Linked DNA regions of Mus musculus: all the other regions are linked to region 1. The links are chromatin contacts, called in public HiChIP or PLAC-seq maps. All regions are on one chromosome and are shown on one strand. The core of a region is the stretch at or near the end of the contact, and the rest is flanking DNA. Distances in the headings are between cores, read along the strand shown.

Region 1 (2,700 bases), core at 164-2,663:
TTTAGATCTATCTATCTATCTATCTATCTATCTATCTATCTATCTATCTAATCTGTCTCATGTGTGTGCCATCCCTCACAGAAAATCAGAGGACAACTGTGATGGTTTGTATATGCTTGGCCCAGCCAGGGACTAGCACTATTAGGAGATGTGGCCTTGTTGGAGTTGGTTTGTCACTGTGGGCATGTGCTTAAGACCCTCATCCTAGTTGCCTGGAAGTCAGTCTTCTACTAGCAGCCTGCAGATGAAGATGATGTAGAATTCTCAGCTCCTTCTATACCACGCCTTCTTAGATTCTGTCATGTTCCTGTCTTGATGATAATGGACTGAACCTCTGAATCTATAAGCCAGCCCCAATTAAATGTTGTCCTTTAAGTCTTGCCTTGGACATGGTGTCTGTTTACAGCAGTAAAACCCTAAGACAACAACTTTTAGGAGTTGATTCTCTCCTTCCACCATGTTGGTCTCAGGAGTTGAACTCAAGTCATGAGACTTGTAGTAAGTACCTTTACCTGCTGGGCCATGTCCCCAACCTCACTTGGACTTTTTAATTCTCAAAATTTCCTATCCTTTGTCCATTAACGTAACTCAAGGTCTTCCAGCCAGCTAGGTAAAATAGCACTTCCCAACCCTGGCCAGGCAGATAGGGCGACACATGCAGCTATCGCGCCTGGGACTGTGGCCCAGGCTAGCCTACATACCTAGCAGGACAGCTTATCATAGCTGAAAAGTGTCACCTAGGGCTCAGTTTACACGAGTGGCCACTGAGGCTTAGAAAAGGCTGGGAACTGTTCCCAGAGCAAGGTAAAGCCATAGTAAGACTAGAAAACAAGCCCTCTGGCAGGTCAGAAGTAGATGGCTATCAGTGGTGGAACTGAGAAGAGAAAGGGCAGGGCAGAGAAATGGCTCTCCAGGGTTGGTATCTTACTTCGATGGTTATCGGTGGCATGGTGCCAAGAAGGTTAGATCAGGACACTGGAGTCTCTGCTTTAGGGGAAGAGAGAACATGGAGGATCGTCTTCCCTCCAGGCATGGTTGCATTGTGAAACTAGAGTCTGTTTAACATCTCTGTTTGCTATACATTTTTCTTTTTCTATGTAGCCCAGGATGGCCTCATGATCCTCCTGCTTCAGCTTCCTGAATGCAGGGGGATTACAGATGAGTGTCACTATGCCTTGGTTTCACCTTGGTTGACAGATGGCCATCACTGGCCAGCTATAGGGCGAGCGGTATAATGAAAGAGAGAAGACCCAGTTGGGCTTCCCAGGGGCCTCCGCCCTCCCCCCTCTAAGGGCCCCACTCCAGTTCTCTGTCATCGACTGCCTGGGGGTTTTCCTGGCTCTGTGTCTGCATCACAGAGCCTCTGCTATGACACTGCCCCAAGTCCCAGAGGCACTGCCCCGGGCTGGAAAATCCCTCAGAGCCCAAGCAGCCTGTGACCATAGAGGCAGGAAACTGTGACACTGGAGGCAGGCAGGGTGTGGGGTTTATTCTTGGTATGTGGTTGGAAAGGGTGGGGCTGGTGGGGGAGGGGTGGGATGAGAGGACAGAAATCCACAAAGGGGGAAGCTTAATGAGAACCTCTCTGATCCCTATGCTTCCAGCGCCCCCACCGTCTTATCTCCCCTTTTGGAGGTAGTAGGGGAAGGAGACTACACCTCAGAATCCACAGTGCAGAACCACTAAGTGATGCACCCCATCTCTGGTGCAATCTGAGGAATAGCTATCCTGAACTAAGCCGTTCCATTGTTTGCGGGGAGGTGCTTACTTTAAAGGTGCCAGGCTTTGGTCATGCTAGGCAAGTGCTCTACCACTGAGCTATACTTCCAGCTTTCATTCATGTATATATGTGTGTGTGTGTATATATATATATACATTTATATATACTATATTAGGAAAATCTCTCATTCTTTCTCCCTCTCTCAATATGTATACTGGCCTTAAACTCCTGACATGGCTGAAAATGACCTTGAACTTCTGGTCCTTGCCTGCACCTCCAAGTGTATGCTGGACCTACAGTAAGTCCTCAATAGCAGCCCCTTTATTTCCATCTTGCTTCATTAGGTATTAACACCATTTCAAAGAAGAGGGAACTGAGGCTTAAGAGGTAGACACCGTTTTCCCATCGTCATGCACTGACACACTTATCCAGTCATCAGCTCATATCCACATGATATTCACATGATTGCCACGTGGCGACTACTTGTTCAAGCCAAGCAGGATTGACAACGCCTTCAGTGTTGTCCATGCCTTTGAGGTGTAGGGGTGTATTCTAGCAAAGCTAGACAGTGACCTGGCACTCAGATCAGTAAGGAAATCACAGATGGGGCAGGAAACACGCAGGGAGGAGACATGGTATGTGTGAGCATGGTGGATTTCTGAAAACGAGATAGGAAGGGACTTTGTAGGAGGCGACATTCATGCTCGGACTTCAAGGTACAACAATATCCTAAGGCCTGTGGGTCTGAGGTAAGCAGAAAAGAACACGGGAGGCAGGTGGGTCAAGAAGAAGGCATTTGAGGAGACAGGAGACACATTCTGGTCACCATGGCTACTGGTGTCTGACCCTCTCATTACAGGACTAAGTTTAAGGTAGTGTAACTCCTTACATTCCTGCCTGCGGTGGCCCCCTCCACTTAAAATTTGTCATAGGTCAGACTAGTTAGTTAGACTACTCTAACTTCCAGACAGGAGCCTGCC
Region 2 (2,700 bases), core at 131-2,630, 180 kb after region 1:
CACTCTTACTTATCCCATACACACCAAATAGTATATCTTGCTAAAACAAAACAAAACTCTAAGTGACTATTTATGATAGCTGTCCTGGCCTCCTCAGCTAATGTATTAAAAATAGCAATTGTCTAACTTGAGTCTTCCTTGAAAATGGTCTTTGTCAAAGATGTGTTGTCTGTGGAATGATCAAAGGACAGAACAAAAAGAAACAAATAGTCACACATTCTGAGGAACTAATTAATACCTTTTCTTTCCATCCATCTGTCCTGTCTGTCATCTGATTATCCTGTGTTCCCTCTGAAACAACTTCTCAGAGCACACAAAACCTATGCCACCGTCTCTAGAACTCTCTCTCTCTCTCTTTGCCATTGTGCCCATGCTTTGACAATTGTCAGAGCTAATAGTAATGGCATGTCGTGCCACCTCAGGCATTATAAGTGAACAATGTGAATGCATTGTTGCATCATTTCATTTTAGACGGAGGCCATAGTATTGCCCCAGCCACCCATGATTGGAAACTTAGTGTTAAATTTATATTTTTTACACTAGGGAGATGGCTCAGTTGTAAACATGCTTCCCATGTAAGCCTGAGTTTGATCACCAGAACCCATGTTAAAAAAAAAAAAAAATCCTTGTGTGGTGGTGTATGCTTGCTATCTCCATACAGGGGAGGCAGTGGGGAGGCAGTGACAGGGAAGCCTTGGTGCTTTTGAACCTAGCCAACTCAGCAAGCCTTAAGCCAGTGAGAGACCTGTCTCAAATAAGAAGGTGGATGGCTCCTGAGTAAAGACACTAAAGTTGACATTTGGCCTGCATACACACTGGCACAAACACAAGTACACACGTGAACCCCAGCCTCCAGACCCAGGTGGCTTGAATGAAAATAGCCCCCACACCCCAGGTTCGTGTGTTTCTATACTTGACCCCAGTTGGTAGACTAATTGGGAAAGATCAGGAAGTGTGACCTTGTTGGAAGAAGTTCGTCACATGGTGGTGGGCTGGGGGTGGGGAGAGGAGCTGAGGTTTCAAAAGACAAGAGCCATTCACAGTTTGCTCTCTCTGCCTCCTGCTTGTTCAAGATATGAACTCTCAGATATTCCTGCTGCCAAGCCTTTGGTTCCCCCATTAATTGACTTCAGCCCCCTGAAAGTCCAATTAAATGCTTTATAAATTGCCTTTGTCTTGGCATTTTGTCACAGCAACAGAAAGGCAACTAATACACAAAATAAATTTATTCCTTTCATTGTCCACCCAGTTAAGACAATACTTCTTTGCTTGAAGAAAAAGACCTCCTCATTGTTTGCTCTGCCTTTTTGCCTACCCCATGGTGTTCTTTCCTTCACCACTGAGACACCTGCAGCTTGTTTCTTATGTCTACACTATGACTCAGCCTTACCACACCTGATCAAAAGCACTGGCAGAGCCCCAAGGGCCTCTCTGACTACAGTACCTCCCACCCCAGTCTACATAACATGGATGAATGAATTTTCTAGGATGTCTTTGAAAAGATAATCTTGGCTCAAAACACTGCAAGCATTTACCAAGGCGCATAGAGTACCCCCCGCATCAGTCTCACTGACTCGTCAGCAAAGCTACAGGCATGTGGGAAACATGGCCACGAAGGTTCCCTTTCTCAGAGTCTTGGGCTTATTCTTTAAGTCTTTATTGCAGTTACAACACTTTTAATGGATTTTTGCCATTGACCCTCTATTTTAATTCCTCACCCAACATTTACCACCATGGAATGATGTTCTGGAAACACATGTGAACCTGGAGGAAGACATTCAATGAACTTACCCCAGAGTTCAGTGTTCCAGGATTAGTCCCCTCCCTAACACGGCTCTCTGGTCTATTGCTCCACTTAGGCCTATGAAGCCTAAGACAAGCAAAATGCTTTCCTGAGTCTTGCACTTCCTGGCCTCACCTTTTCTATTCTTTCATGTACAGTTTCATAAGGTGTGGTGGCAGATGCTTGTAATTTTATCACTCTGGAAGGCTGAGGCAGGAAGATCATGAATTGGAGGTCAGCATGGGCTACATAGTCAATGTAAGATCAGTTTGGGACACAGAGAGTTCAAGGCTGAGCTGGGCTCTACAGCAAGAATATTTCAAGAATCCAAACCAAACCGAAACCAAATCAACAAAACACAATTTCAAACCCGCTGCCTTTCTTTCTCTGTGCTTATCTGGCCAGAATCCCTGACGCTTTAGCGATCGGGATACCTGACACGATTCTGTATTGCCCGCACTTTTCTATGACACTTCCATTTTTGTACATTCACGTCAGCTTTCTTACATGATTAGAATAGAAACCAAAGCCAAAGGAAGGTATTCTGAGATTCCCAAGATGCAGGAGTCCCATGCCACCTATAGCCTTCCCTCAGCCATAACTATCTCCTAAGGACCCTGGACATCCCTTCAACTATAGTGACAGCACTCCACTGACATCTAAATAGTCACCTGTCATTTTCTCCTTCCCTCACCACTTGCTCTGTCTGTTTGTGAACAGTCCCTCTAACCTCTCCCCTCTTTTCTATGTGAGCCCTTTGAGAACCAAGTGCTATGTTAATATTTGATCGTTTGATTTGCTGGCTAAAAACCTATGGTCTAAACAAACCTTTGGTCAGACTGACCAAACTAACTTGAACTTCGATGGCTGCTACTGTCCCTGTCTAGCTCTTGAGAGGGATACTCCCAAGGAAAGGT
Region 3 (2,700 bases), core at 16-2,515, 230 kb after region 1:
CAGTTAACTGTTAACCAATAGGGCCTCAGAGACACAGCTGCCTGCATCATTAACTTGGGAGCAGGAAGGGCCATCCTTTGTGGGCCCTCCACCTTAGAAGCTGGCTGTCTCCCCAGGCTCCACAGCTACAAACTCCAGGCTCGACAGTCTGTGGGGTCATGTTGCAAGAACATTAATAAAGCCACATTTCTCAAACACCAGCTGCTGAGGGTGACTCCACCACACCTTCCTTCAATTACAGTCCCTCCCCCCCCCCCCACACACACATTTTAAAGTCTTGGATTTTTGGAACAGTTGCGGAAGAATACACATGGCTTACAGAACCACAGGCTTGAGTGTCTGAACCACGCTGATGAAGCAAGCTCAAAATGCAAGCGTAGGGTACTGGTAAAACGCGGAGGGCTACTTTTCCAAGGGATCTTAGTGGACCTTGAGAAATCTAAGTGTGGGCAGGCTCTGAAGTGGCAAGTGGCGCTAAGATATAGAGCGGCGGTCAGCTGTGAACACCAAGAACGTTCTCAGAACTGAGGGCTCCAGATTTGTGTCTGAGGTGACTGAATTGCTTCATATTCAGGATCAAGCTGCTGCCTAGCCCAGTAAAAACCACTGTAGGTAGGGCTTGCCCAGCACAAGCGCAGCAGTAGAGCACTTGCCCTGGGTTCTACATCCAACACCAGGGAGAAAGAGAAAAAAGTCTCAACCACGAAGTTCACTCTCTTGGAAGGTTTCCAAAGGGAAAGTCCCTCAAGTTACTCAGAGGGAAAAAAAAATTACCTACTCAGTCTGGAATCTGGGATGTTTTATGCAGATGTCTGCCGCTCTAGTTAATGAAGGGAAGTCAGCCGGCCTTTGATTATTCAAACAGCTACCTCCAGTAAGGATTGCACAACTCGTAAGCAATGAAGGGGTGGGCTTGACTTTTTAAATTTTTTTTTAACTTTAAAAATCTTAAGCCTGTTTTGCTGGAACTGTCCCCCCCCCCACCCCCACCCCCAACCCACCCCCACCCCCCCCCGCTGGAGTTTTTCATCTCAACTTATTCTTTTGTACTTGTTAAAAGCTTCCGCTCTGCTGAGAGTGTGGACACAAAGTCAGCACAGAAACCTGGGTGGCTTCCCTCAGAAGCCGAGGTGCAGGGAGCAGGGAGCTCTCCCTGGCAGCCACAGGGCTCTCAGCCCTTCCTTCCTTCCTTGCTATGTATCAGAGTCAGGGAGGGAGGGTGTGTGTGTGTGTGTACACGAGCTCTCACACACATGCACTGTTCTCGAGACAGATGGAGGATCAAACCCAGTTTCACCCGTGCCAAGTACACACTGTCCCACTTAGCTAATTCCCTAGCACATGACTTTTTCTATTTTTTTTAAAATGTGTGTTAATCCAACCTGTAACTTTCAGGTAACAGGGGTCATCATTGTGGGACAAACTTCCCTTGTTTTCCTTTTATAAAGTGTGACTCTATTTCATAATAATATGGCTAGAGGGGACAGATGTCATTCAGTTTAGGGCAAGAGCAGAGACCAGGATGTAGGGAAACACAAACAACCGCTCTCCTCCGGGGCAAACTGCTGTGCTAGGAGCAACGGAATCCACCTGGTTCCGGAGCAATCTAGCAGGAGACAGAAAGCTTCCATCCCGCCACAGGGAGGCTAAGCCCGGGCAATGGAGGGAGTGGTTACGAAAAATCACGGGAAAATAGACAGGGGAGGGTGGGAAAGGAGCACCTTAGGAAAAACTCTTCTGAGGCCCTGGGGCTACACAATGGGGGTGTTTGTGGAAGGGAGGGAAAATATTCCTGTTTCCTGAGGCAGCTCCAAGAAATCACGAGTGGGCGTGAGAAACAAGGAAGCGCATGGATTAAAAAGAAAGAAAAGAAAAGAAGGGGGTGGGGAGTCAGGGAAGGAGAGAGCAGGATCCTTGAGAAACAGGGGAATTAAAAAACACCATGGCAACAATGCGGCCCACCTACTACCCCTGGCCGCCCACCCACAGCCTGATTCTTTACTGACGCATTTTGAGAACAAGCTGGTTCCTACCAGCTCAGGAAGGTGAGCAAACCCAGAGCTCATTAAATCCCAGCTCTGCGACTCTTGCCTGCCTGCAGATAGTGAGCAAGGAGGACATAAATAGAAGTTATGTAACAGCGCTTTGTTGATTCCTGTGCTCACCAAAAACATGCGGCATGACCTGGTTTTTCTTTAAAGTTCGCCTTGGCCTGCAGGTTGCCGACTCTAAGGCAGTGAGGAACCATCTTAATGTTTAAACAGCAGGATACAGACTTCCGAGTTAAAAGGAACTCAGGCCAAAGCTAGGAATCCTTGGGGCAAGTTATCTCTGGATATTTAAAAAAAACAAACAAACAAACAAACAAAAAAAAAACCAAGAATAACAACAACAACAAAAAACCAACAAACAACACAATAGTAACAAAAACGGGTGAAAAATCTTGAGATTTCCTCTTAGGACCTTTCCTGATGAAAACTGAAAAACTTGAGGGTAAACGCCCACAGCAGAGCCTCAGGAGAGTGGCTCCTGTGGGTTTTACAGGGAGATGACAGAATGAACAAAGAAATAGAATAGAAAAGAAAGCAAGCATGAGTGCCCCTCGGTATGGTGGAGGAGGAGGTTTATTGTAGATAAAAAGGAGAGAGAGCCCAGAGTTAGAGTATGCAGGCACATCTGGGAGAGTCCAGAGTAGATGTG

Evidence for each region. HiChIP or PLAC-seq counts read pairs in DNA pulled down with a chosen protein or histone mark.
Region 2: a BATF HiChIP or PLAC-seq map of CD8 T cells shows a contact between it and region 1, with 5 read pairs. The contact joins two enhancer-like sites. A contact is called at or near these places in 2 of 484 Hi-C or Micro-C datasets (both in bone marrow-derived macrophages), 6 of 115 datasets of contacts at active chromatin or transcription factors (CD8 T cells, embryonic stem cells, hepatocytes and 3 more) and 3 of 9 other capture datasets (adipose tissue, liver and pancreatic islet).
Region 3: an HNF4G HiChIP or PLAC-seq map of pancreatic cancer cells shows a contact between it and region 1. The contact joins two enhancer-like sites. A contact is called at or near these places in 1 of 15 datasets of contacts at CTCF or cohesin (the NIH/3T3 cell line), 3 of 484 Hi-C or Micro-C datasets (CD4 T cells, bone marrow-derived macrophages and pre-pro-B cells), 16 of 115 datasets of contacts at active chromatin or transcription factors (the HPC-7 cell line, the NIH/3T3 cell line, cardiomyocytes and 9 more) and 2 of 9 other capture datasets (adipose tissue and liver).

Annotation. Positions count from the first base shown.
Region 1 is chr6:108,687,229-108,689,928 of GRCm38.p6, reverse strand. No RefSeq gene overlaps it. Among named protein-coding and RNA genes, the nearest start is that of 0610040F04Rik, 28 kb to the right of the region's middle. Within about 2 kb of position 1,413, at least 63 of the 459 cell types and tissues checked have an H3K27ac peak or open chromatin away from gene starts, as enhancers often do. A contact at or near this core is called in CD8 T cells, embryonic stem cells, pancreatic cancer cells and 1 more, where this site is marked.
Region 2 is chr6:108,506,236-108,508,935 of GRCm38.p6, reverse strand. The region is part of intron 54 of Itpr1 (inositol 1,4,5-trisphosphate receptor 1); the gene reads right to left. Among named protein-coding and RNA genes, the nearest start is that of Mir7661, 18 kb to the right of the region's middle. Within about 2 kb of position 1,380, at least 23 of the 459 cell types and tissues checked have an H3K27ac peak or open chromatin away from gene starts, as enhancers often do. A contact at or near this core is called in CD8 T cells and regulatory T cells, where this site is marked.
Region 3 is chr6:108,455,751-108,458,450 of GRCm38.p6, reverse strand. All of the region lies in intron 44 of Itpr1 (inositol 1,4,5-trisphosphate receptor 1), which reads right to left. All of the region lies in intron 3 of Gm35165 (a long non-coding RNA gene), which reads left to right. Among named protein-coding and RNA genes, the nearest start is that of Gm35165, 16 kb to the left of the region's middle. Within about 2 kb of position 1,265, at least 216 of the 459 cell types and tissues checked have an H3K27ac peak or open chromatin away from gene starts, as enhancers often do. A contact at or near this core is called in embryonic stem cells and pancreatic cancer cells, where this site is marked.